Regions from separate parts of the Mus musculus genome. Here all the other regions are linked to region 1. A link is a contact called in public HiChIP or PLAC-seq and Micro-C data. All regions are on one chromosome and are shown on one strand. Each heading gives the region's core, a stretch centred on a gene start, on an enhancer-like site or on the middle of the called end of the contact. The rest is flanking DNA. Distances are from core to core; before and after follow the strand shown. Region 1 overlaps Lrsam1 (leucine rich repeat and sterile alpha motif containing 1). Region 2 holds the start of Ralgps1 (Ral GEF with PH domain and SH3 binding motif 1). Region 3 holds the start of St6galnac4 (ST6 (alpha-N-acetyl-neuraminyl-2,3-beta-galactosyl-1,3)-N-acetylgalactosaminide alpha-2,6-sialyltransferase 4). Region 4 holds the start of Ak1 (adenylate kinase 1).

What was found. A called contact is a pair of places that touch in the nucleus more often than the background predicts. HiChIP or PLAC-seq counts read pairs in DNA pulled down with a chosen protein or histone mark.
Region 2: a contact with region 1 is called in an H3K4me3 HiChIP or PLAC-seq map of embryonic stem cells, with 12 read pairs. The contact joins the promoter of Ralgps1 here to the enhancer-like site in region 1. A contact is called at or near these places in 4 of 39 promoter capture datasets (hippocampal neurons, liver, pre-B cells and 1 more), 1 of 15 datasets of contacts at CTCF or cohesin (large pre-B cells), 5 of 484 Hi-C or Micro-C datasets (CD4 T cells, the G1E-ER4 cell line, the HL-1 cell line and 1 more) and 4 of 115 datasets of contacts at active chromatin or transcription factors (embryonic forebrain and embryonic stem cells).
Region 3: a Micro-C map of embryonic stem cells shows a contact between it and region 1, with 2.2 times the contacts expected there. The contact joins the promoter of St6galnac4 here to the enhancer-like site in region 1. A contact is called at or near these places in 6 of 39 promoter capture datasets (the 3T3-L1 cell line, HPC-7-derived erythroid cells, hippocampal neurons and 2 more), 1 of 15 datasets of contacts at CTCF or cohesin (the NIH/3T3 cell line), 4 of 484 Hi-C or Micro-C datasets (B cells, the N1E-115 cell line and embryonic stem cells), 1 of 115 datasets of contacts at active chromatin or transcription factors (embryonic stem cells) and 1 of 9 other capture datasets (adipose tissue).
Region 4: an H3K27ac HiChIP or PLAC-seq map of embryonic stem cells shows a contact between it and region 1, with 7 read pairs. The contact joins the promoter of Ak1 here to the enhancer-like site in region 1. A contact is called at or near these places in 6 of 39 promoter capture datasets (the 3T3-L1 cell line, embryonic stem cells, hippocampal neurons and 2 more), 1 of 15 datasets of contacts at CTCF or cohesin (large pre-B cells), 7 of 484 Hi-C or Micro-C datasets (ECoMG myeloid progenitors, the G1E-ER4 cell line, cortical neurons and 3 more), 3 of 115 datasets of contacts at active chromatin or transcription factors (embryonic stem cells, large pre-B cells and pancreatic cancer cells) and 3 of 9 other capture datasets (adipose tissue, liver and pancreatic islet).

Annotation. Positions count from the first base shown.
Region 1 is chr2:32,925,122-32,930,711 of GRCm38.p6, forward strand. It overlaps Lrsam1 (leucine rich repeat and sterile alpha motif containing 1), which reads right to left. Exons shown (of 26, transcript NM_199302.3): 23 at 4,453-4,584; 24 at 3,531-3,612; 25 at 2,864-3,009; 26 at 94-1,780. The coding sequence ends at 1,655. It overlaps Niban2 (niban apoptosis regulator 2), which reads left to right. Exons shown (of 14, transcript NM_146119.2): 14 at 1-132. Among named protein-coding and RNA genes, the nearest start is that of Lrsam1, 34 kb to the right of the region's middle. Within about 2 kb of position 3,305, at least 83 of the 459 cell types and tissues checked have an H3K27ac peak or open chromatin away from gene starts, as enhancers often do. A contact at or near this core is called in the HL-1 cell line, the NIH/3T3 cell line, adipose tissue and 5 more, where this site is marked.
Region 2 is chr2:33,368,966-33,374,555 of GRCm38.p6, forward strand. It overlaps Ralgps1 (Ral GEF with PH domain and SH3 binding motif 1), which reads right to left and starts at 2,529. Exons shown (of 20, transcript NM_175211.5): 1 at 2,305-2,529.
Region 3 is chr2:32,584,580-32,590,169 of GRCm38.p6, forward strand. St6galnac4 (ST6 (alpha-N-acetyl-neuraminyl-2,3-beta-galactosyl-1,3)-N-acetylgalactosaminide alpha-2,6-sialyltransferase 4) reads left to right here and starts at 2,499. Exons shown (of 6, transcript NM_001276425.1): 1 at 2,499-2,648; 2 at 3,002-3,102; 3 at 4,866-5,051. The coding sequence starts at 3,091.
Region 4 is chr2:32,623,332-32,628,921 of GRCm38.p6, forward strand. It overlaps Ak1 (adenylate kinase 1), which reads left to right and starts at 2,106. Exons shown (of 7, transcript NM_001198791.1): 1 at 2,106-2,207; 2 at 5,120-5,157. The coding sequence starts at 5,151.

The DNA.
Region 1 (5,590 bases), core at 2,055-4,554:
ACTCCGAGTACTGACTTCTTTCCATGTTCTCTAGTGCCTTGGGGGTTTCCACCATCCTTCCAGATATGGTATGAAGAATCTATGCAAACTGTGTAAGCTTCTGCTCATCAATAAACGCTTTATTTAAAGCTCATTTCCTCATGTGCTGCTGGGGTGGGGGAGATCTGGGCCTACCGTATCTAGGGATCCATTCATCCCAGATCTCTTGGGCTCATCATATGAGCTACCAGGCCCCTGATCTGAGTGTGTTCCTGCACGTGTGTACAGGTACAAATTCACATGTGCATGTGGAAGCCAAAGGATCTCGGATCATTCCGCCTCGTGTTTTGAGATGAGGTCTCATTAGCCTGGAACTCACTAACTCGGTTAGCTTGGCTGACTGGTGAGTCCCAGGGTCTGCCGGCTTCAGCTTCCTCAGTACTTTGATTACATGTACTGGCCTGGCTCTGTGAGATCTGGGGAGCCAGACTTCCAAATGACAACTAATGTACTGAGGCCTCTTTCTCTAACTCATTCTTACAATCCCCTATTTTAGAGGGAGAAACTGAGGCTCAGAAAGAAGGGGAGAGGCCATAGAGCTTTCAGGTGACTAGCCTTCTGATGGCTCATCAGTCCCATGTGTCCACCATGAGGGTGGCCTCCAGGCCTGAGCTAGGTGCTAATGTCTAGTTCCCCCAGAGCCAGTCAAGTAGTAATATTTGTTGAGCACATGCTGTAGGCCATATACACTATACTGGGGAGGGCAGTAGGGTGCCATGTCACATGGAACCCTTCACTACAGCTGGTGAGGGTGGGCTGCCCCTCTGAAAGTTAACATGCCTTCCAGTTGCCTCAGCAGCCCCCTCACCTAGGATAATCATTGCAGGAACACAACCTGTCCCATGAGCACAGGCTACTTATAAATAAATAATGAGACCCCCATCTCTGGCTCTGTTCCCCTCGCCCTCTTTCAAGAGGGTGTTGCCTAACTCTCCATGGGGCAATGTTTCTGTTGCCTTCCCTCTGACCCAGGGGCAGCAGCTCTCGCCCTTTTCCCCAGAAGAGCTGCCCTCTCCCCGGACTCTGCCTACTCCTACCCCTCCCAAGTTCTCATGGACCTAGGGGTGACTCTGCAAGGAGTCAGATTTACTGGTGCTCCTGTTTTGAATCAACCTGCCTGTGTAGGCTAAGGATGCAGATATGGGAGGGTGGGTGTTCAGAAAGAAGCAAAAGGGTGCTGGGGAGTCTTGCACAACCCACCCCTTCCCAGAGACACTGGTGCACCTTAGGACGGGATGGCTGATACATTCCACAGATATGGACACCTCCAGGAGGGGCAGACAGCTGGGTGTAGCGCTGAGGCTTGGCTACTAACATGGATTCCTGAGTCCTGCAGGGCCACCTCCCTACGCTGGACCTTGGCCCCCTGCCCCAAGGCTCCACCACCAGCAGATTTGCCCTGTCTTTTGTTCACTGTTCAGAATAGCTATGTCACAGGCCAGGAACATTCCACCTGCCTGCCTAGTGCTCAGAGCAGTGGGGGTCGGGGTGGCAGGTGGTGGGTGACAAAGGCCTATGGCAGTCTTGCCCTAGTCTGGGGAATGAGGGTAGGTGGGAGTCCAGCAGTGGTGGAGATGGTACCAAGGAAGGGCCAGGGCTGGTAGGTGCTGTGCCTTCAGCTGCTGTGGTAGATCCGGAGGCGCTGGGAGATCTCCTGGCGGCACAGTGGGCAGGTGCGCAGAGGCTGGCAGCACTGCTGACAGCAGCAGACGTGGCCACAGGTGAGGAAGACCATCTGGGCCTGCGGAGAGAGCAGCAGCAACATCCTGACCGCTCAGTTCTGGAGCCATGACCACATCAAAGCCCCGAGAGATGCCAGTGGATGTGAAAACCTAGTCAGGCCTGTTGGCAGTTTTGTACCTGTTTTTCCATGGATTGTAATAGCATTCAAATATCTACAATCTAAAAGCTCTTTCCTCCAGTGCATGCCAGGCTGAGTGCCCTGCTACTGAGCTGCCTCCACCCCCAGCTGGGATGCCAGGCGTGTACTGCTTACCTGGCCCTCCACCTATTTGTAATTATTTTGTGTTCACACTTGCCAAAGTATGATGCCTAGCCTAAAATGACTTCCACCTTATAGTCACTAGCCTCGTATGTGTTCCCTGACTCTGTCTTAGCAAGACCCCTCAGTATGCACATGGCCTGAGAAGTCTCCAATTGCTTCAAAGTCATGTATCATATCAAGAAATTGGGAGTCCCTTTCAGAGCCTGAGGACAGTGCCTTGGTTACAGTTCTAACCACTGTGCCCTCCGCCGCATAGCACCCCGGAGTCTGCTGAAGGTCAGAGAGCTACCGAGCTGCTACAGCAGCCCCCTTAGTAACTCATGTGTGTATTCTACTCGGGAAGTGTAGAAGGGGGTGTGGGATCCCCTGACGTTATGAGCCACCCGACATGGTACAGGGAAGGGCAGTGAGTGTGAGCCATCTCTCCAGCCCCTTTTGGGTTTCTTGACACAGGGTCTTGCTCCATAGCCTCAGACTCACAGGGCTTTTGCCTTTTTCATCTCTCATTAAGTACGGCTGCAGGCATACCTGCCGTGCCCTGCCCCGGCTCCCTTAGCAACTGTGCAGGAGGGAGGACCTGTGCTTTAAGCACTGGTATGTTTACTTTTTGCAATAAGTGTTAATTTTGCAACAATCTTACAAAGGCCTGGCCGGGAAAACCATGTTCTTGGTGAGTCATGCCTGAGGAAATTTTCCCTAATATAGTTAATAAGCTGAGGGAAAAATCCTTCTCTGGGGAAAATGGACTCTAGACAATGTCAGCATTGCGCATATCTGGGTCATGGAACATGGGTCATTTTGGTGTCTCCCCACACTTACTTCACGTTCCAGGCACACAACACACTCTGAGGTCGGCATGTCCAGTTCAGCTGGGGGGGCGGACGGTCGCACTGACTCTTGGAGCTCCCGGGGAGCTGTGGGGGGCTCGAGGGCACCAAGGACCTCATTCTCGAGTGGTTTCAACTCTGAAGAAATCAGAGGGACAGGCTAAGCCATCCCCAGATGGTCCCAGTCTTAGCTTGTGTGAGTAATCGGGGGTGGGTGGAGGGGAGAGGGGGTGCCTCCGTCCATGAGCAGGGGAAGGATCTCCCTCTCGGCCTCATTAATTCTTCCGTGTCCATCTGTGAGATGGGAGCACCCAGCTACCACACACTCTGCTTGTGGAGCTCAGAGGTGAGAAAAACCTTAGAAGCCTGAGGCTCTGAGAGAGGACATCGCATGCCTAGAGCCGTATCGCCACCCAGTGGTGGAACTGCAGGACAGAGGCCCTGGGCTAGTGGCTGAGCTTCTTTACCAGGCTCCTCAGGAAACAGCATGGGTCCATCAGGTGATGGCAGAATGGGACCGCCCCAAGGCTGCCTCCTCAGTCCCCAGTCCTCCCCCAGCATAGCCCACACTGTGCCTACAGCTCTGCCTTGGAGCCAGTAGCCCCTAGACTGCTAAGTACAGCCTCTGAACAGCCCAGAAAAGAGCTTAGAGTCAGTACCTGGCTGGACCCTAGGCACAGCTAGCAGGTCCTGGGCTCTCCGTAGGATCTCATGTTGCAGGCCTGCTTCTGAGACGCCCACCTGTGGCCAAACAGGAAAAAGCAGACCAAGGGCTGAGGGCAAGGAGCCAGCTCTCCTCTACTAAGCTGTCATATGCTGTCCAGCCCATAGGACTGCCTCAGCCTCCACCTCCGGCACCTTCACTGGAAACAGGGAGGCCTGGACCTTGTGGTCAGTATGAGGCAAGGTAGAACCACAGCCCTGCAGGTGGCTCAATCGGGCCTCTGTGGCAGAGGGGAGAACTGAGCCCCCAAAGGAAACCTGTGACATGTGTGTTTACTGAATGCTTTCCTGACACTACTGTCACTGTGCCTGGTGACCTTAGGACAGAGAGCTACTGAAACTCCTCTGCTGAGAAGTAGCAGGGTCAGAGCCTTCTAGCCGACACCCCAGAGCCTGGGCGCATAGCCCAGAACCCTGCATCTATCCGAAGGTCATCAGGAACTGCCCCCAAGCATGGGCCCTGCACTGTCCTGGATGAGGCAGGACAACAGAACGGATGAGAGCAGGGACCCTGAGGCCAGACCACTCAGAGTCAAGTTCCCGGTTCATGGGCTGCCGTGAGACACTAAGAATGATGCCAGGCATGTATACGTCCCAGGGAGGTGCCGGTGGATTAACTCCACAAAAGGAGCTCATGTTGTGTTCAGGACGTAGCTATAACTGTGTGACACCATTGCACAGGCTGAGGGCAAAGGTGAGCAGAGGCAATGGGGCAGCGGTTCTGGCCATGAGAAGCTCGAGTCACCTGACCTGGACAGACCTTGACTCACTACAAACTGAACAAATATACCCCCTTTGTGACAGTGAGTCCAGGCACACTGGGCCTTCCTGACTTCCCCCAAGACAATGGCTGCCCACCTTAGCCAGATCTCCGGGGCTCATTCGGCTCAGCATGTCCAGTGAGATGCGGTGGTGGGCGAAGAGGGGCAGGTAGTGCTCTGCAGAAAGCTCCACCAGCAGGGCCACCAGCCGTCGCTCCATGCCTTCTTCCTGCAGGATGGCCCCATGGGGAAGGCCAAGGGTGTTAGAGTGGAGGGAACCAAAGATACACTGGTTTCAAGATGGGACTGTCAGAGTGCATGACACACAAGCGTGCTTGGGCTCTTCCCCACCGAAGGGTGTGTGCTAAGTGTATGGAGATCCACCCACAGGGAGCTCACTGCTGTTCTACACTTGAAATAGTCACGTAAACATGCAGCTCCGGAGGGAGCTGGCTGAAGAAGCCGGGTGGGCCACACACCGGGCACAGGCAGGTACTGAGAACAACGGGGAGAGGCGTGGCCATGGGCTGGAAGCTCTCGGTCAGTACAGAGGAGAGAAAAACAAGCTACCAGAATGGTGTGAGTGAGGCTCAGTGGCCGAGAAGACCCAGGGTGGATTCGTAGCAGCCACAGCATGTAGCTCACAACTCTCTAACTCCAGTTCCAGGGGGCCTGAGGCCCTCTGGGCTAGAGACTACCTGTATCCACATGGCATACATAGATTTACATTAAGTAAAAACTAAATCTAGGCTAGGCTTAGTGGCACAAGACTTTAGTCCCAGCACTCAGGAGGCAGAGGCAAGTGGATCTCTGTGAGTCTGTAGACCTACAGGGTGAGCTCCAGGACAGCCGGGACCTTTCTTAACTGTTTTGTTGTTGTGAGCCTGATGCTCCTCAAAAATAAAATACAACAAAGATGGCTCAGCGGTTAAGAGCACTGACTGCTCTTCTGAAGATCCTGAGTTCAATTCCCAGCAACCACATGGTGGCTCACAACCATCTGTAATGGGATCTGACTCCCTCTTCTGGTGTGTGTGAAGACAGTTACAGTGTACTTACATATAATAAATCTTTTTTTTTTTTTTTCTTTTCGAGACATGGTTTCTCTGTATAGCCCTGGCTATCCTGGAACTTAATTTGTAGACCAGGTTGGCCTCGAACTCAGAAATCCACCTGCCTCTGCCTCCCAAGTGCTGGGATTAAAGGCATGTGCCTTCACGCCCGGCCTTAATAAA
Region 2 (5,590 bases), core at 1,279-3,778, 440 kb after region 1:
CACATGCACACTGTTACATGCACAGAAATACACATAAATGTAATAAAAATATTTTTAAGAAGGGAAAAAACTAACCATCTAATTTTCTGATATGCAGGTTTGGAGCTTTGTTTTAACACAAAGGACAGGAGAAAGTCCCTAGGTGACACATAGCTTCTGCCAAGACAGGATGGGACAACTCGCGCTGCTGCTTCTAGACCTCGCACCTGCCACACAAGTGCTTCTGGAACAGGAGCCTATCCCTGCAACATCCCATGATGCTCTGAATCACCAGTGCCAATGGTAGCAAGGGAAGCCAGCATCATGGTATTTGGTCCCCCCAAAAGTCCCACGTTTCTAAAATGAAGGCAAATGCAAGCTAGCAAAGAAGTTTCTGCACCTTGTCTTCAGTCCATATAACCCAGGGTGAAAGCATGTCAGGTTAGATTAGCCAAGCACTCTCGAGGAAACACAAGGCACCCAAAGGTCACACACAGATAAAGGGTACTTCTGGAGCACAGAGGCCCTACCATATTTCTCCCTTCTGTCTCCATAAATACCTAATGAAGGTCTGCCGTGCTCTTCATCCTAAAGTCTTCTTTCTGAAACGTGGCAGAATCAAGTTGGTAGTGGGAGTATTCCAATGGGCTCTACTATAGGCCTAGCCCATCAGCTAAGATCCACACTGGACCTGGGGTCCAAAGGTCAGCCAACAAGGGAAACACGCTTCCCTTTCCATTCATCATGGCTCCCCAGGCTGCATTCCTGCCCAAGGCTGCACAGGGAGTACCATAATCTAAACCACCTCTAGTTTGGAGGAGGGAATTCCCCAACACAAATGTGATTCAAACTCTCAAGAGAAAGAGACTTTTATTTTTCTTTTTTTCTTTTTTCTTTTTCTTTGTGTGTGTGTGTGTGTGTGTGTGTTTTGTTTTGTTTTTTTTTTTTTTTTGAGACAGGGTTTCTCTGTGTAGCCCTGGCTGTCCTGGAACTCACTCTGTAGACCAGGCTAGCCTCGAAATCAGAAATTGCCTGCTTCTGCCTCCCAAGTACTGGGATTAAAGGTGTGCGCCACCACTGCCCGGCAAGAAAGAGACCTTAACTCACCTCTTGACAAGGAATTCCCCTCTGGCCCTGGAAGGTCACAATTAGGCACCAGGGATGGTCACTTTGACAACAACAAAACACACAAAAAGGCAAAAATAACTCCCAGGTGTCTGTCCCAGCTCCAAAGAGCCAAGTTCTCATTCCGCCTCTTCGCCCCCACCACGCTGCCTTTTCTATCTTTTTGAGACCAGCACTGTGAAGATCTGCATGAGCATCTGCTACCATGAGATCCAGAACCCTTCCGAGCATAGCATCAACGACTACTCTTGAAGAGCACACATTTTCCAACAGCTGATCAACCAATGAAACCTAACCACCCCGAAATCCAGCCAAGCTCCTTCAACAGCAACAGGGGAGTAAAACAAAAACAACAACAACAACAACAAAGGCAGTGTGCCCACTTAGGGCTCGGTTTGGCTCAGGAAAGCAGTCGGCCTATTAACCAGGGCAGCTGCGATCCTTGTACGACTCAGCAAAGACACAGGCTGCCCTGGCCTGCCCCTCCAAGAGACAACCATGGATGCCTCCAGAGCCTGCAGAAAACCCAAAGCCCCAAGACGGCGGCGGAGAGGGCAGCTTCTTCCTTCTCCAAAAAGGGTCCCACTCACCCTCAGGCTAGTCCTCACCTGCAGCCCTGCTTCCGGACCTGCCAATGATCCTCAGCCCCGCCCCCTGCCTCCCCCCGCCCCCGCCCCTACAGGGTTTCCCCAGCCCCGCCCACTGCACCTGTGCTTTTCCCTAGACTCTCCTTGCAGCCCCTCCCATTGCCACCCCATGCCCCGCCCCTCGCACCTGAGCCCTTTCCCCGCCGCTAACCTACACACAGGTTCCCTTTCTGGTCCCAGAGACCTGAGCTCCCTCCAGACCCCACGCCTCGCGCCCAGGCTCCGCCCCCAATCCATCAGGCCGCGGGACCCGCCTCCTGCACCTGCGCCCTTTCCCCCCCAACACCACCACCACCACCACCACCCCCCCCCCCCGCTCCGCCATCTCCCCGACAACCACACGCTGTCATTCGCGTCCCTGGGACCCGAGCTGGCCATGGTCCCGCCCCCCCCTCCAACCCCAAGCCGAGGTCCCACCCTCGAGCCGAGGCCCCGCCCCACCCCCTCCGGCCGGGGATCCCGCCCCGCCCGCCCCCATTCTCCCCCCCCCTCCGCCCCCCGCACCTGCAGCGGCTCGCGCCCAGGGCCCCGCCCCGCCAGCCGCTCCTCTCACCGCTGTAGTCCGGGCTGGTCACCTTGACGAGGGCCGCAGTGGCTGCCACCGCTTCTTCATGGTCTTGCGAGAGGCCCAGCGGCAGCGGCGCCTTCGTTCCGAGACCGGGGCCGGATTGAGGTTGAGCCAGGCGCAAGCTTGAAACGCGAGGCCGACGCGGGAGCCCAGCCGGTGCCCAGCCGCAGTAGGAACCGTCCACTCCTGGGCCTGAGCGGCGGCCGGCTCAGCCAATCGGCGCGCGGCACCATACCAGGGTTCTCCAACCAGCTTGCCGTAGGGGCGGAGACACGCAAATGAACCGGCTGGTTGCACCAGTGCGCAGCCGCTGCAGCAGCGGTCCCCGTTCCCCCCACCCCCCCACCCCCCACCCCACCAGCCGCGGCCTGCGCTTCGGTCTTGCAGACGCTCAGGCTTGCAAGGATGCTCTGCTGTTCTCGTCGGGCTCAGCCGCCCGCCACGCCCACCCCCTGCCTAGAAATAGACTCAGTCTACAAACATCCTTCCAGGCCTCACCCAGTGTCCTTCTTAAATTCCTACCTAGAGTTTATCGTTTTCAACAACAACATCAAAAAAAAAAAAAAAAAAAAAAAAAAAAAAAAAGGCTTTGTGAGCAAGACATCATCACCTTAGTCCCATTCTTCACAAACCTATCCCTAGGTTTCTTTATGTGATTCTAAATCTGTCAAATTGACAATCACAGTCAATCCAATAACACACTTCGAGGTCCTTGAGACTGACCCATGGTTTTCACAACAGGTAAAAGTTAGGCCTGAAGAGGGTCTTGCCCAAGACCATAGCGTTCAAAGCAGGGAGAATGGGCCTGGAAGCTGTCTCCCTGCACCCAGACCCTTTTATGGCTGGGCCAGGCAAACGCAGTGAGTAGAGCTTAAATCATCTGGCTTAAAGGCAGAGATACTAAGTTACAAAGACCGTGGAAGCCAGTGGGTGGCTGTGAATCCCTAAAGTCAGAACCACAGCAAAATTCTGTTACGCCTACAAGAGAAAGGAGGGTAGGATGCTCTTTGGACTTGTAGACAAGATCATTTTGATAACGTAATTTTTGCTGCTATGGCGTCGCTTATGGAAAGATTTAGATACTGCACTATTTAAAAGAAGAGGGAGAGGAAAACAAGAGAATCAGCAGAAATTAAACCACTTTAAGAGTGAGGTGAGGGAATAGGGGATCTCTGAGGCAAACGTCTGCTATTTTGCATGAAGAACACAGTGATGCCCGAAGGATAGTCTTAAACTGTTTCCCTTAGATAAAACAAGAGATGCATGGTGTGAGGATTCTTTTAGAAAATTTGGAATCCAGAGAGGCTGAGAGCTGAGCGCAAGCTTGAGGAAGCTTGGGTAGATGGCTATAAAGTTAGGAGTGATGGTCTAGCGTAAAGTGGAGTGCTCAGGACACGCATAAGAAAATGGACGTAGCCAGGCGGTGGTGGCGCTCGCCTTTAATCCCAGCACTTGGGAGACAGAGGCAGGCGGATTTCTGAGTTCGAGGCCAGCCTGGTCTACAAAGTGAGTTCCAGGATAGCCAGGGCTACACAGAGAAACCCTGTCTCGAAAAACCAAAAAAAAAAAAAAAAAAAGAAAAAGAAAAAGAAAGAAAGAAAGAAAATGGACGTGCTTGTAGAGGTAACCCTAATGCTTAGGATTTGGGGGATGGAAACTGGAGACTTGCTGTGACTTGCTGGCTAGCAGATTCAGTGAGAGACCCTATCTCATGGGGATAAGATGGAGAGTATAAAGCAGGACACTTGACATCCTCCTCTGGCCACCTCTGCATGCGTGTGCATCACCTGCACATACACTGCACATGCACTGACTGCTCTTCCAAAGATCCTGAGTTCAAATCACAGCAACCACATGGTGGTTCACAACCATCTGTAATGGGATCTGTTGCCCTCTTCTGGTGTGTCTGAAGACAGCTACAGTGTACTTGCATATAATAATAAATAAATTTAAAAAAAAACAAGTACTATAGTTGTTTTTCTAAATATAAATTACTATAAGGCTTAGAGGACTTGCTGCCTGAGTTCACGGTCTGGCTGTGCCAGCAGCTAACTGTGTGCACACATGCAAGTTACTTTTTTGCATGCCTCAGTTTCTTTATGGAAGATGAATGTTGAGGAGGCTGGAGAGATGGCTTAGCAGTTAATAGTACATACTGCTCTGGTAGAGGACCCAGGTTCAGTACTTAGCATCTATATCAGGTTTCACAACTGCCTATAATTTCGGCTTCAAGTTGATCTGTCACCTCTGGCATCCACCTCTACAGGAACCTAAATTAGTGTGCACACATACACACACACACACAGGCATGCACAAGCATACACAGTTATTAACAGTAATTTTTAAATATTTTTTTAAATGACTGTCTTGCCAGGTGGTGGTGGCGGCAATGCATGCCTTTAATCCCAGCTCTTGGGAGGTAGTGGTAAATAGATCTAAGTTCAAGGCCAACCCGGTCTACAGAATGAGTTCTAAGATATCCAGGGCTATACAGAGAAATTCTGTCTTATATTTTTGGTTGTGAGCCTAGCCTTTAATGACTGAGTCATTTCTCTAGCCCAAGAAACACTGTGTTGAAAAGCCATAAAAAAATAAATAATTTTTTTAAAAAACCACTTTAAAATAGTCTCTCTTTTGCACAGGCTGTTGGAAGAGTGAAACAAAGTCCATGAAGGAGAGCCTGGCCTCTCAGGAGCTCCATATGCCCTAGCTGCTGTTAGTGTGCCTATGACTTTGGGCACACATAGGCAAAAAGCCCAGTATCTGTGATATACACATGCTAATGACCTCAAGGTAGTTAATCTTGATTGTCAACTTGACAGATTTAGAAACACAGAAAGAAACCCCTGGGCATGCCTGTGAAAGATTTCCTAGACTGTTCACTGAGGTGGGAAGACCCATCCTAAGTGTGGGTGAATCACTAACCTGGACTCCAGGCTAACGGAAACTGAGAACAGAGGCTGACAGGGGAAATTGCCACCCTCTGCTTCTTGACTAGGATGCAGTGTGACCAGCTGCCTCCTGCTCCTGCCACAGGCCTTCCCCTCCATGACAGACTGAGCCTTTAAACTGTGAATCCCAACAAACTGTTCCCTTCCTAAACTGCTTATCAGTGACTTGTTGCAGTAACACGAGTAATGAATAGAACACCTTCATAAGAGAACTGGCAGTGTCTGGGCTGTGAGATGCTACAGAAGCCCTCCACAAAAGCACTCCCTCAACGCTGTGCTCAGTGCTGGGCCTGCTTCCTTTGATGGCAACCAGAGTTAAA
Region 3 (5,590 bases), core at 1,249-3,748, 340 kb before region 1:
TCATGTCCTTGTTGGGTCCCAGGGCAAGGGCACAGTGAAGGTCCTGGAATTTGGGAGAAAGGGAACATCTTAGCAAGAAGTAGGGTTGTGTTAATCCCAGCACTTGGGAGGCAGAGGCAGACAGATTTCTGAGTTCGAGGCCAGCGTGGTCTACAAAGTAAGTTCCAGGACAGCCAGGGCTACACAGAGAAACCCTGTCTCGAAAAAAACAAACAAACAAACAAAAAACCAAAAAAACAAAAAACGAAAAAAAAGAAGAAGAAGAAGTAGGGTTGTGGGGCCACTGGGGAGGGGGTGAGAGATGTGCCCCAAGACTGATCAGCCAGGACCCTGGAAAAGCATCTTAATAGCTCTATTCTACTGACCCACCAGATATGGCCAGACTTTGAAAAGTGGCTAATGGGGTGGGAGTTGGGGAGGGTGAGCCGAGAGCAGGGGAGGGCTGGTTGCAGAAGAGGCTGCCCTCAGATGACCATTCCAGGAATTATCATTTTCTATCAGGACACATGGCCTGTTCTGAGTATTCTTGGGTGATTTCTCTGTGCTGGCACACCTGCAGGAATTCTTCTTGGTTGGCAAGATTATGTTCATCTTCTGATGCCACCCAGAGGTATCTAGCCAGGGACATAGGAAGGTAGCAGGGAGACAAAGTAGGACCTGGGATCTGCTGCCACATCTTCTGAGGTCTGGCTCCCACGGGACTGACCCTGAACTCAGAGCCCTGAGGTCCCCCACAAAGGTGACAACTCTCCCTGCAACCAGGAACCCTGGCAGGGCCTGAGGCTATGAGGGAAGTCACCTGAGACCTCAGAGACCCAGCAGTCCTGGCTCGCTCATCTCATTTTGTTCCTGTCGGGTTTCACGTGGGTGGTGAAGGCGACTTGAGAATGTCACCAGACAGAGATGAGTCTAATGGGCACATGGGCATGAGAACCAGGGAAGTGACTCAGAATAATTCCACAGTGCCCTTCTGGGAAGGGTGTGGCTAATGCCTGTAACCCCATCATTTGTGAGGTTCAGACAGAAGGATCCCGGGCTAGCCTGGACTGTGTGATTCACACACTAGGGCCATGTGGGTAGAGGGATGAAGAGTTGAAGAGCTGCCTATCATTGACCTGTTGTGTGTCTTTGGCGCTGTTTTCTTTTCTTTTTGATTAATGATGTGGGAAAGGGATGCCTACTGTGGGCAGTGCCACCCCAGGCAGGTGGTCTAGATGGTTATAAGAAAGGTAGTTGAATGTGAGGCTAGTTAGCAGCACTGCTCCATGGCCCCCTCCTCCATGCCCTCTGCTCCAGTTCCTGTCCCTAGGCTCCAGCCCTGACTTACCTCAGTGATGGACTGTGATGTGGGAGTTGTAGACTGAAATAAAACCTTTCCCTCACGTTGTATTCGGTCATAGTGTCTGTCACAGAAACACAAAGCTACATAGAAAGATCCTGTCTGAAATAATAACTTGTAGTGTGCTGTTCATGTTGGCAAGGGTCTTTGAGCTGAGAGATAAGGAGTCCCACTAGGAAAGTGACTAGAGAATGCAGCCAGTGGAAGGTCCTGAGGCAGGAATGCGCTTGATGTGATAGGTCAGAAAGTAGCCGAAAGGGAGGGATTCCATCTGAATCCTCAGAGGATCACAGGCAGGGGGACGGCCACAGGAACCAAGCAGAAGTACGATTTTCTGGTGGTGCCCTGAGCTGTCTGTCTCTGCCCTTTCTCACTGGGACAGGGATATTTTTCCCACTTAACAGAAAAGAAAGGTGGGGTGTGGGGGAGGGACCTGCCTCAGGCATGGGCTGCATTGACATAACCAATACAAAGTGGCTGTTTTAAAAACAGCCTGCTGGGCAGTGGTGGCATACACCTTGAATTCCAGTACTTGGGAGGCAGAGGCAGGCTGATCTCTGTGAGTCCAAGGCCTACAGAGCAAGTTCCAGGCAAGCCAGGGCTACACAGAGAAACCCTGTCTTGAAAGCCTAAAACCAAATCAAACCACCAACAACAAAACAACCTGAGCCACTAATCCCAGCTCCCAATTCTCTAGCAGAGATAGCTGGATCTCGGTGAGTTTGAAGCCTGCCTGAAAAATGTGGGGTCCTGTCTCAAAAACACGTTTCTTCATTGCCTATCTGATATTCATAGTCAAGTTCACATCATTTGAGCTGACAACCCAACAACTATCCTGAAACTCAGGGCTGCTTAGTTTGAAGCCTTTGCTTCATTTCCTATCCCCTGTTACTTCCCGGGTAATTTCAGAAATGGAGAACCTCAATTCTCCACGGCCAGTAGCCATCACACGGGTGGCTCTCTTACTGTCTTCCTTCCAATCACACAAGGACTAGAGTGGGAAGACAAACTAGACAGGCCCCGCCCTCGACGTCGAGACCTCGCCCCCAGCCCGGAGGTCTCTGAGACATCCACGCGCCGCTAGCCGGCGCTGCGCAGGCCCCGCCCCCTGAGCGCAAAGCCTCCGCCCCTCCCAGAGGCCCCTCCCACGCCCCCGGCTGCGCTGCTCTAGCTTCAGGCTTCAGAAGCTGCGGCCGCAGCACCGCCTCCTACCCGGGGCCCGGTTCCAGCCCCTCTGGCCCGGCGCACTGGACATGGAGCTCCGAGCAGCGCATCCTGAGCCCCCAGCGCACTCCAATCCGCTCGTTCGGTTAGCGCCCAGCTTGGGGAGGGGACGGTGGAAGCTAGCCGGGTGAAAACCTCACATCCTGCCCGCCCCAGGCCTCTCCATCACCCCGCGGTAGAGAGTTGGGATGGATGGGAACGATGTTCTCCTGGCTCCTGGCTTTCTTTGCCTGCCTCCGACCGAATGGATGACCTTGAGCCGAGAGCGTCTCCTCTTTGCCTCTCCTTCCCCATCTGCACAATGGGAATTGGTTTGGCAAGGTCTCTGAACTCACGGCCTTTAGAATGGGACACGTTGTCACATGCTTGGAGACTTAAAGGCTTTTGGTTCCTGGGCCCGTTTTTCTTGATCTGGATTTGTCTCTTCCCTTGCCTCAGTTTCTCTCATATCCTGGGACCAGCTTCCAGCCTTTCTCATCCCAAGCACTGGAGACAGCAGCCTCCAGACTGCTAAGAGCAGAGACAGCATGAAGGCCCCGGTAAGTGACAGGGAAGAGAAAAAGTTGCCTGGGGATTTGGGGGTGACCTGGGTAGAGCTTTACAGCCGCCTCCCACACCCGGAGTTACAGTGATCCCCTAACCCCTTTTGGTGTCGGGGGATGAAACTCAGAGCCAGGCACATGCTAAGCACATGCTCTAGCATGGAGTCCCTCCCACAGCCCTTAGTAGTTGCTTCTGCGCCAGCCCCCTGCTCCTGGGGCTGTGTGACCCCAGGCCGGTGTCTTCCCCTTTTGGTTTCAGTTTGTTTTTCTCACCTAGAAATGGAAGTAACCCGGTGTCACTTAGTTGGGAGGGAGGTGTGAGACTGAGTGTGACGCTCTGGTCTTTCTGTCTTTACCAGTGAGCCCCCTGAGTGCTGGAGTGGGGAGGTTAATTACCACTGCCCAAGTCAAGGTCTCTGGTCCCTTGTGGGCAGCAGACCAGTTGTTGTGTAGAGCCGGAGGCCTTAGGAGCTGTGAACCCGGTCTCCTGGACAGCTGGCCACACAGAGAAGACTTATTTTTAGAAACTGATGTGGCTTATGGACAGACAAGGAAGGGTGGGCCCCTGGCAGGATGTGCTGGGGGCTGTTCTACACCTCTGCCTTTCTGGGTACACTGGCTAGCTCCTAGTGTTTCTTCTGGAATGACTTTGGGCCTAGAAAACTGGAGTTCTGAGAGTCACAGGTACTGAGATGGATGGCCCAGCACACAGTGGTAGACACCTTGCTGGGTGCTTTCAGTGGGTGTGCAGGAGGTCACCCCCAGGTGACCGACCCAGAGGGCTTCTTCAAGTGGCTTTCGGTGTATTTCTTCTAGAAGTGGGAGAGGCTGAGCGGAAGCATCCCAACTGTTGGAAGCATTTTCTGTTTATTTGTTTCAGTTTTTGAAACAGGGTCTTGGTCTGTAGTCCAGGCTAGCCTGGAACTCACTGTGTAGCCCAGGTTGGCCTCACACTTGTAACAGTACTGCCTCGGGCAAGGAATGAGCTACCATGTTTATTATTAGATTAGACATTTAGATTATTAGATTATTATTAGATTAGATGGAGATAGCTATCTAATCTATTTTATCTACCTATCTAAATAGTGGGTGGTTGTGTGGCGCCCTGCCTGGGCTCTTGGAACCTGGCTCCTTTGCAAGCACAGAAAGCGTGCCACTACCACCAAGCCAGTCCTTGAAAGTGTTTTTAAAAAAGATTTATTTATTTATTTATTTTATGTATGTGAGTACACTGTCACTCTCTTCAGACATACCAGAAGAGGGCATCGGATCCCATTACAGATGGTTGTGAGCCACAATTTGATTGGTGGCTGGGAATTGAACTCAGGACCTCTGGAAGAGCAGTCAGTGCCTTAACCACTGAGCCATCCATCTCTCCAGCCTCTGAACGCATTTCTTAAGTGATGCTTTCCTCAAAGTCCCCCTCCACCTCCTGGACTGCCCAGCCAGCCCAGGGGACACACTGGGTCAGCTGGGGATAGGGTAGTGGAGGTAGCAGTGGCCTGGGGTGACTGCATAGTGTATCTGGGTTCTAGATAAGAGTTTGGGTTCTGCCATTTGAAATTTGCACCCTTGCTGTGTGGCTCTGAGCAGCTTCACCCCAACTGAGTGTCCTGACCTGGAAAGAGGGGAATTGGGGGACTTGTCTCTAGATTCATCCCTGAAGTAGGTCTCACCAATGGAGCTGCAGAGGTTCTCCATGGGGAGGCTGGGTGTTATTTGCAGGTACCCCGCAGGCACGTGACCTCTGTCTCCCTCAGGGCCGCCTTCTGCTCCTCACACTGTGCATCTTGACATTCTCTGCTGTCTGTGTCTTCCTGTGCTGCTGGGCCTGCCTGCCGCTCTGCCTGGCAACCTGCCTGGACCGCCACCTCCCTGCGGCCCCCAGATCCACTGTGCCAGGGCCCCTGCACTTCAGTGGCTACAGCAGCGTGCCAGACGGGAAGGTGAGTCAGCCAGGCAATGCTACGGGAGCCAGCGGGTCCCCAGCTCTAGGAAACAGTGAGAGCTGGGCTGGTGGCAAGCCAGCCTGGACTCTGAGCTTAGCTTCCCTGCTCACCAGCTGTGTGACATCTGCCAGTCACTTGTCCTCTCCGAGTACTCAAGGTCTAGGAGGAAATAGGATTTTCACTAAGCAGATACTGCCTGGGTACCCCCAACTACATGCTGGGAATGAAAAACGGGGTGGGGGGCTGCCCACTGGGGATAACCTGGGAAGACAAGAAGTCTTCAGACTTCTGTGTCTCCATACCATATACTCACACAAACATGGCTTAGCTCCTGCAGTAAGTGTCATTGTGTGGCAGCTGAGCATAAAGAGCCAGCCTAGGTCCAGGTTATGTATGGTCCCAGGAGTCATGAAACTGGGACACCAGGGTCCGAGACAGCCATGACTCCCGTCCATACTGTCTGTCCACCTCTCCATATTTGCTCCACCTGGTGTGGCAGAGGGACATTCACAACCTAGACCTTGATAGCAGAGGTC
Region 4 (5,590 bases), core at 856-3,355, 300 kb before region 1:
GAAGAGGAAGGAGAGGGGACAGGAAGGGGGAACACGTCTGGTCTGCCCAGCTCCACGGGGGACACGGCAGGAGAGGCACCCTGAGCCAAGGCACGTCCATGTTAGGGTGCCTCTTCTTTATCTTTTAATTTTTTTTAGATTTTTGTGTATATGAGTGTTTTGCTGGCATGGATACCTGTGTGCCATGTGTGTGCCTGGTGCTGTCGGAAATCAGCTCCCCTGGAAATGGAGTTAACAGTTGTGAGCTACCATGTGGGTGCTGAGAATCGAATTAGAGTCCTCTTTAAGATCAAGTCAGCTTTTTCAGATAGAGCGTCTCTGTGTAGCCCTGGCTGTCCTGAAACCCTCTATATACACCAGGCTGGTCTGAAATTGATACCCCTAGGATGACCTTGAATTTCTTTTTTTTTCTTTTTTTTTTAAAGATTTCTATATTATATGTAAGTACACTGTAGCTGTCTTTAGACTACCCAAAAGAGGGCATCAGATCTCATTACAGATGGTTGTGAGCCACCATGTGGTTGCTGGGATTTGAACCTGGGACCTTCAGAAGAGCAGTCAGTGCTCTTAACCACTGAGCCATCTCTCCAGCCCCAGCTCACTCTTCCTTTGACCTCATCCTTCCCTCTTGGCTTTGTTACTGTTTCTTCTCCTTGAGCTGAGGGCTTGCCTCAGTTCTAATTCTCCAGCCTTTTTCTTTTTCCAACCGCTGAGCCATCTCTCCAACCCCAGACCTGGAATTTCTGATCCCCTTCTGTATCCCTCTAGTACCAGGATCATAGGTTCAAGCTGCCTTATCCAGTACACATGGCGTGAGCCCAGGGCTTCCTACACTGGGCACTACTCTCACCAAGTTCCATCACCTCTATCCAGCCTGCATTCAGAATCATTTTTATTCAGGTGAGATTGGACCTGGGCAGGTGTGCATCATGTCTCTCACAGGTGCCTGCTACCCCAGCAAGTGAGGTTTCCCTTCTCACCCAGAGCTGCTCTGAGTGAGTAGCAGCTCCCATGCACCCTTCTGTGCTATGGCCCCAGTCAGTCCCCGCCACTGGGCTTAAGAACCTTCCTGTGTAAATCCTGTTCCTGAATGGGTTTCTGATGTAGGAGCTGATAAAATCAATCTGCTTTCCCCGAAAGTTGTGCAATGCACACACCAGCCTAAGTATTGGGAGTAGCCTTTCAGGCCAGCACAGGACAGATGGCCCAGTCCATCTGCCCCCACAGTGGCAGGACCTTGGTATGCAGGCTGCTACTGGTGTTCAGGCACCACCCAAACTGGTTGTCTGTGGCTCCCAAGCATTTACAAAAGTTTCCAGTTTCACCCTATTTTGCTGTTCGGAGCCATGCTTTGGAGGCCTTATGTGAGCCGATCCCTCTGTCCTGCTATGCTTTGAGCACCAGCACCCTGTACCACTTCTCCTGTAGAGAGCTCCCTAATTAGGCACATGGCTTTCCACACGGGGAGTCTCAGGTGGCCTCTGGGTCCTGCTCTGTGCTTAGGGGTTCCCTGGGCACAGCTGGAGTCTGCTGTTGGCATCATCGTGCTCCACCGGGTACTCAGAAATGAGAGTCCTCATTCTTAGCAAACCCCAATCTGGATACACAAAGCTTTCTGAGTGTTCTTTCTCCATGTTCAACCATGGAGAGTTCAAGGCTGGCTTATCATCTACCTAGCCACCAGATAGTCAGGATCCAGGAGGAGCTCAAAGAGTCATTTCCAATAGGGGAGATGTCTCAGGGTAGGGGGTCTCAGAGCCTGAGGATGGTGACCCTGGAACAACAAAGTTTACACCCTGGTCCCCCTCCCTCCTTACTTCCCTGGTCTGGTCTCCTTGATTAAACGCTGAGATTAAACACACCAACTTGTCTGAGCATCAGCTGACCCAGCTAAAGAACCCTTGTCTGTGGAGAGTCGTGCGGGCATAGAGTGGTGGCAGACACACTGTGTGCAGGTTTAGTCCCAGGGAGTGCCTGGTGGGGACGCTCACTCCTAAGCTTTCCATGAGAGTTCCTGCTTTCTTCTCTCTCCTCCTCCTTCCCCCGGCTCCCTCCCTCCTCCCTTCTCTCTGCCATCTCGCCAGAGTGCTGGCTCCCAGCATGCCATGCGTGCGCGCTGACAGCCTTATAAATAGTCGCCTTTGCAGGCGGCTGAGAGGACAGGCAGGGCACTCACTGGCCCCAGCGCCCACCACACCCTCCCCCAGGTCAGTGTGTGTCTGCTCCATTGTCTGCCCGCGTGGAAGCCTCTAAGAGGTGTGGGGAGACATCACCTGTGGGAAGGTGGGGTTGCTGGTATCAGGCTACCCTTGGGTTCTGTGTGTCTTGAATGTTTGTATCCATGGTTATGAGCTGTGTGTGTTTGCATGTGTATCCTATCAGCTATCAGCTCTGGGTGCATGTACCCTGTGGCAATGTGTGTGCATGTGTGCTCAAGTGTGTGTGTGTGTGTGTGTGTCCTGGTACTCTCAGCTTCCCAGACCCTCTTTGTCCCAGCTGGTATTCCTGGGGCTTCAGTTCCACCCATGCCCTTGGCAATTCTGTGCTGAGGCCCTAAGGGACAAGGGAAGGACAGAGGCCTATCTCCTTGTCCCAGAGGACCTGGATAGGGTCAGCCTGTGTGTTCACAAGAATTGTAATGCCACCAAGTGTTGTGAGGATCTGGGGCTCCTGGATGTTGGAGCTCTGCCAGCACCTCCTGCCCAATCAGGGGCTCCGCAGGAACCCTCCTGCCTGACTCACAGGTCCACTCAGCTTACCCAGGATGCTTCAGCATCAGCAAGGCTGGCCAGAGAGGGGACATCAGCTGCCCAAGGTCACACAGCTGAGTGATAGGGTTTGACTTGAACCCTGTCTGATAGCTAGCCTCTATGAGGGCTTTTGCTGAGCAAGCACCTGGGACAAACAGGCATAGAGATTGGGGAAGTGTGTCCCCTGGGGCCTCTGCTCCTTGAGCCACCTAGAAGACAGTCATATTAGGAGCACTGGGGCCCTGACCCAGGGAACCTTATAAGGCCTGGCTGCGTAGTCCTGTAACCTTACTCTTGTCTGGGACCCCTGGCTTTCCGGAGGCCTCCTCACGACCCAAGTTATTTTAGACCAAAGAAGCAGGTGTCTGTGGGACAGAGGGACTCAGGTTACCAGGAGGGGTGGGGCATGTAGAGGGGAGTGATCTCCTAGGACATGCTGGTGGCTGTCCAGGCCCTGGGACACTCCTCCCCCCCTGGGCAGCTGCCGAAGGACTTGGCAGCCCCATGCCTCCTCCTGCACACTCTGTAGGCTTAGAGGCTGCAGCTCAGGCCATGGGTCTCAAGGTTCTTGTGTGTTTGGGGGTGCCAGGCTTGAGCTTGACCCCAGCCAGAGTCTGGAGCTAGTCTGTGTCCCTCCCCCAAGCCCAATTCCCTCCCCAGATGGCAGGCAGGGTGGAATGAGAGTCCCAGGCCAGTGCTATCCTCTGCCAGGCCCAATCAGGGACAGGAACAAGATCCATGGTGCTAATGAGTGTCCTGACACCTTAAGCTGGGTACCTTGCAACTTGAAGTTCAGAGACAGCACCTGTCAATGTGGGACCCTAGGGTGCAATCTAGGAAGGCATCCTGAAAGAGGTGACATTTGAGCTGGGGCCTCCAGTAGCATTTGGAGGAAGACATCCCCCCAAGCATTTGGTGTGTGACGCTGCAAAGGCCTGGCAGGAGGGAGGCATTAAAGTGGATGAGAAAGGAGGGGACAGATTGTCCAGACCTGGCCAGGTAGGTTGAGGGGTTCAGTTTTGGTTTAGGGAGCCAAGAGGACCACACATAGAAGCCTATGAGCAGGAGGGTCACACGATTGTTGCTTGCCAGGGGAAATACTATTGCCCTGTCTGCCCGTGCATGTGTTTGTGTGTGTGTGTGTGTGTGTGTGTGTGTGTGTGTGTGTGTGTGTGTGTGATTTAGAGGCTCTGTGGAGGTGGGCTAAGGTCTCGGTTGGAGAGAAGACGGTTGGGATACAAGTGTGATGGGCAGAGGTGAGGTGGGTTGTGGGAGCATGCATGATATAGGACTGACCGCACAGTGGGGGTGGGGAGGTCCCTTGGGCCTGAACCCAGGGTGAGAGGACCGAAGCGTGCACCTGAGACACAGACCAGAACGGCATGGGTGGTCTTGGGATGGCGGGACAGGTAGGGGGTGAGGACATAGTTTTGAAGAGGCTGGAGGGTGGGTGGCTATGAAGAAAGAATGGGCAAGCTGGGGGCGGTGAGTGAAGTAAATTCCCCCCGGGGGGGGGGGGTGAGTGGTAGAGCCACGTGTGAGGTGGACTTGGGCCTGCTTCAGGCAGGAGTCAGGAACCAGCTTACATTCAGAATTGGAAAGGGGCTACAGGGCTAGAGAGGCAGCTGCGAGCACTGCTGCTTCTCCCAAGGACCTGTGTTCTGTTCCTAAGATCCACAAGGTGGCCGCAGCAACCACCTGTTAACTCCAGTTCCGTGGGACTCCACACCCCTTTCTGGCCTCTTTGTCAGTCAGGTGGTACACTTACATGCACGCAGGCACACCGCCATACGCGTAAAATTAAAGACAACAAAGAGAAACCACGCAGGGCCAGTACCTGCACACCTGCAGGCCCAGGTAGTGAGGCTGAGGCTGTAGGACGGCTGTTAATCTGATGCCAGCCTGGGCTACGGAGAAGGAGCTCTGTCTCAAACAACAAAACAAACCTTGCTGGATTGAGCACCAGGAGTGTCTCTGCCACCTGTCCTGTCTGTCCCCAGGCAAGGAGGAGACGCCTGCCTGCCAGCATCCTGTCCCCTGGGGAGTGTTGTCAAAGCGAGGCAGACACTCCCCTCACACACTAGGGACTCACCTGAGAGATTCCCTGGAGTTAGTTGTTCACGCCCTCTTTGACCTCTACCAGGTGTCTGCAGCAGACCAAAGCACACACTAGAGGGGTGACAGAGGCAGGAGAAGCCAGCAGGAAGGTGACTTTCCCAAGGTCATTCTGCCTCCTGGGTATCTCTCTACACTCTTAGTTTGGAAATTACAAGCCGGAGCCTGACACTTATTGCTGTGGGTGGGGCTTGGTGGAGCTGAGTCAGGGTGGGAGGAGAACCCCTCAACCCTGCCTGGGCCTTGTCTTGCAGAGTGCTGACCTAGCTCCCAGATCTCAGCAGGATGGAAGGTATGTGGTCCCCTCCTGGCCTTAGGGTCCTGGGTGTTAAGGAATGGGCTCTCAGAGATTGAGAGGGTTGGAGGAGGCCCCAGGCTTCCTCCCCCTGCCTGTTAGGATGTGCTCGGATCCTAATCTTAGAAGCAACAAGGCTTGCCTGAGGTTTCTGGAACCCCAGAGCTCACCTATGCTGGTATTTATAGCCAAGCCTCCCCTTTTCTGGGGAAGGAGGGTACTGGGGAGGGGCTATACCGGACAGCAATTCCAGCTAACTGCCGAGCAGTGTGGGATGGGGTGGGGGTGGAGGGTTGATTGGAGCAGTGGGCAGGCTCATGTCTGGCCCTTGCTGGGACTCAGTGTCTCTGTCAGCTAGTGGGGTGGACCCTAAAGTCTTGTCTTCCTGGCTTCTATGCTCTAGGATGTGGGCAGAGTGCCTGGAATGGGT